Linked DNA regions of Gossypium hirsutum: region 2 is linked to region 1. A link is a contact called in public Hi-C data. All regions are on one chromosome and are shown on one strand. The core of a region is the stretch at or near the end of the contact, and the rest is flanking DNA. Distances in the headings are between cores, read along the strand shown. Region 1 holds the start of LOC107919977 (sister chromatid cohesion 1 protein 4). Region 2 holds the start of LOC107919846 (far upstream element-binding protein 2).

Evidence for each region. Hi-C and Micro-C count contacts between places; a contact is called where the count stands out from the background.
Region 2: a contact with region 1 is called in a Hi-C map of hypocotyl, with 2.4 times the contacts expected there. The contact joins the promoter of LOC107919846 here to the promoter of LOC107919977 in region 1. A contact is called at or near these places in 5 of 34 Hi-C or Micro-C datasets (callus, hypocotyl and leaf).

What each region holds. Positions count from the first base shown.
Region 1 is chrD13:40,634,716-40,637,779 of Gossypium_hirsutum_v2.1, forward strand. It overlaps LOC107919977 (sister chromatid cohesion 1 protein 4), which reads left to right and starts at 1,725. Exons shown (of 16, transcript XR_005923287.1): 1 at 1,725-2,421.
Region 2 is chrD13:40,935,584-40,938,552 of Gossypium_hirsutum_v2.1, forward strand. LOC107919846 (far upstream element-binding protein 2) reads left to right here and starts at 1,629. Exons shown (of 7, transcript XM_016849237.2): 1 at 1,629-2,029; 2 at 2,426-2,781. The coding sequence starts at 1,816.

The sequences.
Region 1 (3,064 bases), core at 475-2,974:
ATGCCGTTCCCCAGTACGTATTTCCAGCATCAAACATCGAGCCACCGACGTACATGTCCCATCTACCGACAGAGTGTCTTGCGGGGGATGTGCATTCAACACCGCTACCAAACATGGGTTGTTCCGTGTTTTTTAACCCGCTAACTGAATGTCAGCCAGGGGTCGTGTATACATCTCGAACACCGGTCGCAAGTACATCATTTAGCGATGTAAATTGTACATATAACTCAATATAAGGTGCTCCACTAGTATGATGAGTTTGCACCATTGCCTCCAAGCTACGAGCACCTTTTATGTCGAACGAGTCATATGTCACCGGATCAACAGAGGAACAGAATCGATATGTAATAGATAGAACTTTCATTGGCATCGTTCCGAAAATTTTACGCCTAATTCTTTTACGAAGGTCTGTCAAATCTATGTTAATCTCTGACAAAAAAACAACACCATTCTCCGTGTGGCAAACCTCACCATCGTAGTAAATAACACCACTAATACGTTCACTCATATTTGAAACTCTAACCTTCTTAGCCTCTCTAAATTGTTTCTGCTATGACTTATGCAATCTCAGAACATTTTTTGCCTCATTTATAGCCTCAGCCTAAACATGCTACTGTAGAAAAAGCGCGTTCAAGTAGGCGCGATTTCACAAATTCTTCTCATAAAGCATCTTGCTAGAAGCGATTTTATACTATTTGCTCAGAAATGCTAAGTCGAAATTATTTTTCCAAGACCTACTGTAGCAAAAGCGCGTCCACGAGGGCGCGATTTCACAAATTCTTCTCAAATAACATGCTGCTTGCAGCGTTGTTTTATACTATTTGCTCAGAAACGTCAACTCAAAATTATTTTCAGGACCTACTATAGCAAAAATGCATCCACGTGGGCGCGACTTCACAAATTCTTCTTATAAAGCATCCTGCTTGAAGCTTTTTTAAAACTATTTGCTCAAAAAGTCAACTCGAAATTATTTCTTCCAAGACCAACTGTAGCAAAAGCGAGTCCACGAGGGCGCGATTTCACAAATTCTTCTCATAAAGTATCCTTCTTGAAGCATTTTTTAAACTTTTTGATCAGAAACGTCAAGTCGAAATTATTTTTCCAGGACCTACTGTAGCAAAAGTGCGTACATGTGGGCGCGACTTCAAAAATCCTTCTGATAAATCATCCTGCTTTGATTTTATCTTAAAAACCCATAAACACGAAACATAATCCATTTTTTAATAAATTTTAATTAATTTAATTATGAAACCCTAAACCCTAAACCCTAATCCCTTATTTGATTACTTTTTTCTCTAAAAACCTTAAAAACCCTAAAAATCCTAAGGTGGGAAACACGGCGAAATCGCGTCCCCAAGGGTGTGCTATTTGCCAGGAAATCGCATCCACGTCAGCGCGCTTTGCTGACGTGGACACAAATCGCGCTTCAGAGGACGCGATTTGTTGCCATGTCAGCAAAGCGCGCTGACATGGACGCGATTTCTTGATATGTCCCCTGACATCGCGCTGACGTGGACGCGATTTAAGAAAAAAGGACCAATTCCGATAAATAATAAAACATCAAACCCATTTTAATAAATTTAAAAAAAATTAATTTTTTTTGGTATTTTGCCCGAGTTTGGCCCTCGTTTGTCTCGGTTTGTATCTTTCTAATGAAAGAGATCGGTTGGCAAACAAAAAAGAATGGAAGTATAGGCTACGCCTTTGACAAAACGTACTGGAGAAGTCATAAAATTCAAAATAAACCAACCAGTGAAGAAGCGCCACGTGTCCAACATACCTGCACTAATACAACGACGAACACAAAACCAACGTTGAATTTCGAAATTAATTTCTTATTACAAAAAAGTCATTTACTAAAATTAGCGCTTTCCCTTCTGTTTTTCTTTCCCAGTCTCCAATTGATCTGCGTCTGTGCGATCCGACTCAACTGGCGATTCTGCAAACTGAAACGGCACAAATTTTGAACTTCTCCTGAGTGGTGGTTCTGAAATTAAGCGGAAATGGGGCCCTTTACGGAGTTTTGGGAGGGTTTCACAGGTTGTTTGGTGGACGGAGATTTGTAAAGGTTTCCTTGTTGCTATTGATTTTTAGGGATATTCTGAACTTAATTTGTTCATTTCCGCTGCTAGAAGTGGAAAGTGAAGGGTTCTGTTGTGGAATTTGAAATTTAGGGTTTCTCTTCTCTTGTGAGCTTTGCCAGTTTGTTGAATTCTTACTGAAAGCTCTAATTTTAAGCTTAAATAATAGGGTTTGGTTACATTGTATGAAGAAATAGGGTTTGTATTGGGCGAGAAATGTTTTATTCACAGTTTATATTGGCGAAGAAAGGTCCACTGGGGACGATATGGATAGCTGCCCATCTGGAGAGGAAACTCCGCAAGAATCAGGTGGCGGATACGGACATCGGTGTTTCTGTTGGTTAGTACCTTTTAAGTCTACTTGTACTTAATCTATCCTTTTCCACTTAATAGAGCAATATCTTAGTCTTCTTAAGGTTAGATTAATATAGACTGTCAGGATATGTTCTTCTTTTATGCTGTATCAGAATTTATTTATGCACTCTTTGGTTATTGCTTGTGCTACATTGAAACTGCAATTTTCCGGTGAGAAAAATATATGATTTTACTTTAATACGAGAAACATATTTACTTCATAATTAGTACTGCTTTTTCAGTCATTGTTTCCTTTTTTTAATCAATTATGATTTTGCATATTTCCGATTTAGTTTTAACTACTTTATGAGGAACTAAATAGCAAGAAGTAGTTAGAATTTCCTTTCTTATTTGTCCTATTAATATGCTCTTTTCTTTTCTTGACATTTGATTTATTAAACCAACCACTGGAATTAATGATGGTCATACATAGTTCTAAGTTTATTAAGTATTTCTATCAGCTTGATGAAATAAAAGTAGTTTCAACTGTTAAACATCCATTAGTAGAAGTGGTATTTATGAATTGAAAATTTTAAATACCAGGTTAGCGTGAAAATCAGCATGCTTGATGAAATGAAACTGTCAATTTGGTAAAACATGGGTTCTCTTGACAATTGTGGAGCAGGGTG
Region 2 (2,969 bases), core at 379-2,878, 300 kb after region 1:
ATGATATCACAAACATAACATAAACACTTAATTCACATGTACAGTACTATACCGATACCAAATCATTTGATTTCCTATCAATTACTTATTGTATAAATACCAAATCGGCCTTCCTGTATGTCGTACAGTCACGTTGCTTAGACTGTCTATTAAATTACATAATGTTATTACAAATATAAGACATTTATGCTATAAATATTGATTTCATGGTTTAGGGTTCTACTTGTACCTTCTGGCTAGTGGGAAACTAATAGGTTTAAAGGGTAGAAGTCTATGAGCAAAAGTCGATACTACTTCCACAATTGTAAAATCACAAGGCATCCATTCACTTCCTCGCTCCCCACTTTACACCTCTTGCACAACGCTCTATATAGGCAAAATGACAAGGTCCCAACTATGTGTACCAACAATTTAAAAGTTAGATAAAAATGGGAAGTACAAGGTATGAACTAAGTTGCTAGAATTTTCTATCATCAACACACCTCCGGTTAGGTGAAAAATGTATGCTCGAGCATGGTAATCGATCTAAATGGGTATTGAATTCTTGAGGAGATTCCTAAATCACCTCTTCAACTAATCTAACTTCACTTGGTGCCATTTGAAATCCACCGGAAGGTTTGTATCAGTTTTGAACTTTGCATAAAGGTCATCTTGTAAATTAAATTCAAAGCTTCTCATCACAAGATGCTCGTCTTCTAGAAGCCTTATCAGCAATGCTACATCTTCCAGTTTTATTATCGCCTAGTTGTATAAGAGATGAAGCATATGAGTCTTCGATCTCCATCGTTTAATCAGAATGGATAAGAATGACAAAATGTAAGTAACTCTCCCAATTTGACTTGTGTGATAGAAATCAATGCCTCTTAATTGGAGCAAGATTCTCTCGTTAAGTGGACCTATACTCATATTATTGCGAAGCTAAGTAATACGAGAATACTCTAATGTAACTACACCTTGGGCTACATGTCCTTCGAATCTTAAAAAGTTGGCAACCATTATGTAGGATATATGGTAAATAACAAACATCATAATTTGTTTTTGTTTATTGCGAAAAATTAACAAATTTATTTGCCTATTTATAGCTTCTTAAATTAGGGATTCACAAAAATATTAGTGAAAATTGACAGGTGTTGATTTTTATTTATTTTCTATTATTATTTATTTAAATTACTTTATTCGTTTTTTAAAATTAGTACTCACGTTGACACCACTAAGTGTCAGATTTAGGATACAACATTCATCCCTAGCAATTAAAAAAATAAATTTAAATTTTTAACGATTACTTTTCAAATTTATTCTTTGAATTTGACACCCAAATATTGAAATTATAACAATAATTAACCCTGATTCTAATGTCACGTAGAAATTTTAGAGGCAATGTTGCAAACTTAGAACTTGACATCTTTAGGTGTCGAGGTATTACTAAAGAAAACTTCTTCTTTTTTAAAAATAGTTTGTTTTTTAAAATTTAAAAAACAGATAAATAAAAACAAAAATCATTTAATTTTAAATATAAAAATCCAATTTTGGGAAATAAAGAAAAACAAAAATATTTTCTCACACCTAAAGATTTTTTTTTTCAAGAAAATAGAAAGTAGGCTGAAGAGTGGGCCAAAGAAAGAAAGGAAATTGCGAAATGTGAAATGTGATATTTTGCAGCTATAAATTGGCCTTAAACCCTAATGTAGTACATTACATACAAACACGATATTTTATCTCTTACATACTAGCATCCTCATCCAACACTTCCATTGCTTCGCTATTTCTGCTCTCTTCTCCAAACCCTAGATTACTTCTCCTTTTCCGTACATTTTGATGGCTGAGGAAGAGGCCGTAGCCCCTGCACCCAGCCCCGTCCCTTCCGATCTTAAGCGAAAACTCGAGGATGTCGAGCCCCACGACCCCCATGCGGACAACATGCCTCGCGACTCTGCTTTAGACCCTGATGCCCAAGATAACGATGCTGCACCATCTGATTTGTCCGAGGCCAAACGCCCTAGGCTCGACGACGATAAAACCGATGGCTTGGGTAATGAACATGTTCCCTTTTTCTGGGTTTATGTACTATTTAAGGAAATGATTTGAGGGGTTAAATGATAGTAGCTCTAGGGTTAATTGTGAGTTTTATGTGCTAGGTGAATACGAAGTGAGAAGATCAAGGCTCCGTTTGGTTGTTACTTTACTAATTTTTCTTTTTCTGTCATTTATTTTTACATGTTTAAAAATTGCTAAAATCAAGAGCCAATTTTGATGGAGCCTATGAGTGAACACCTTGTTTTTTTTTTCTTTCCAATTTTGTGCAGAAAGCAAAAAGCAATAGCAACAGTGATATCAAAACAAAACATGGTTTATGGCTGGTTCATATTTTTATTGCTTTGCATATCTAACTATTCTAATTCCATGGTCTTTATGCTTAAAATAACAGCCAGTGAGAATGGATTTGAAGCTGAGAAATCGCATGAACCTGACAAGGAGGAGGAGGAGGGTTTGCAGCAAAATGAGCTTAACAAGCAAGCAGAGAATGGTGATTCTCCTGCAAAGGAGGCTGAAGAAACTGTAAAACCTGAGCAATATGAAGGAACTGCAGAGGAAACAGATGGGCAGTCTGCAGATAATCCTGAAACTGCTGATGCTGAGTTAGGTAAAGTTGAGAGTTTTGAGGCAGATAACGGTCAAGAACCTGCTAAAGAGGATAATAAGCAACCTTCTGATGACTTGCCTCAGCAGGAGGTTGATGATGGTACAACTATTACTCGCAAAATGGAGGTTCCTAATGCGAAGGTATGCTAGCCAAATTTTTAAGCTGTCTCATTGTGAATTGTTTGAACTGGGTGTAAACTGAAGTTGATTTTTTCGTAGTTACTTCAACAAACATTTCAACAATCCCTTTTTGCACTATAATCTGTTTGATCCCATGTCAAACAGACAATCCTTTTTTAAATTTTTTTTCCCAATAATGGTAGGTCTTC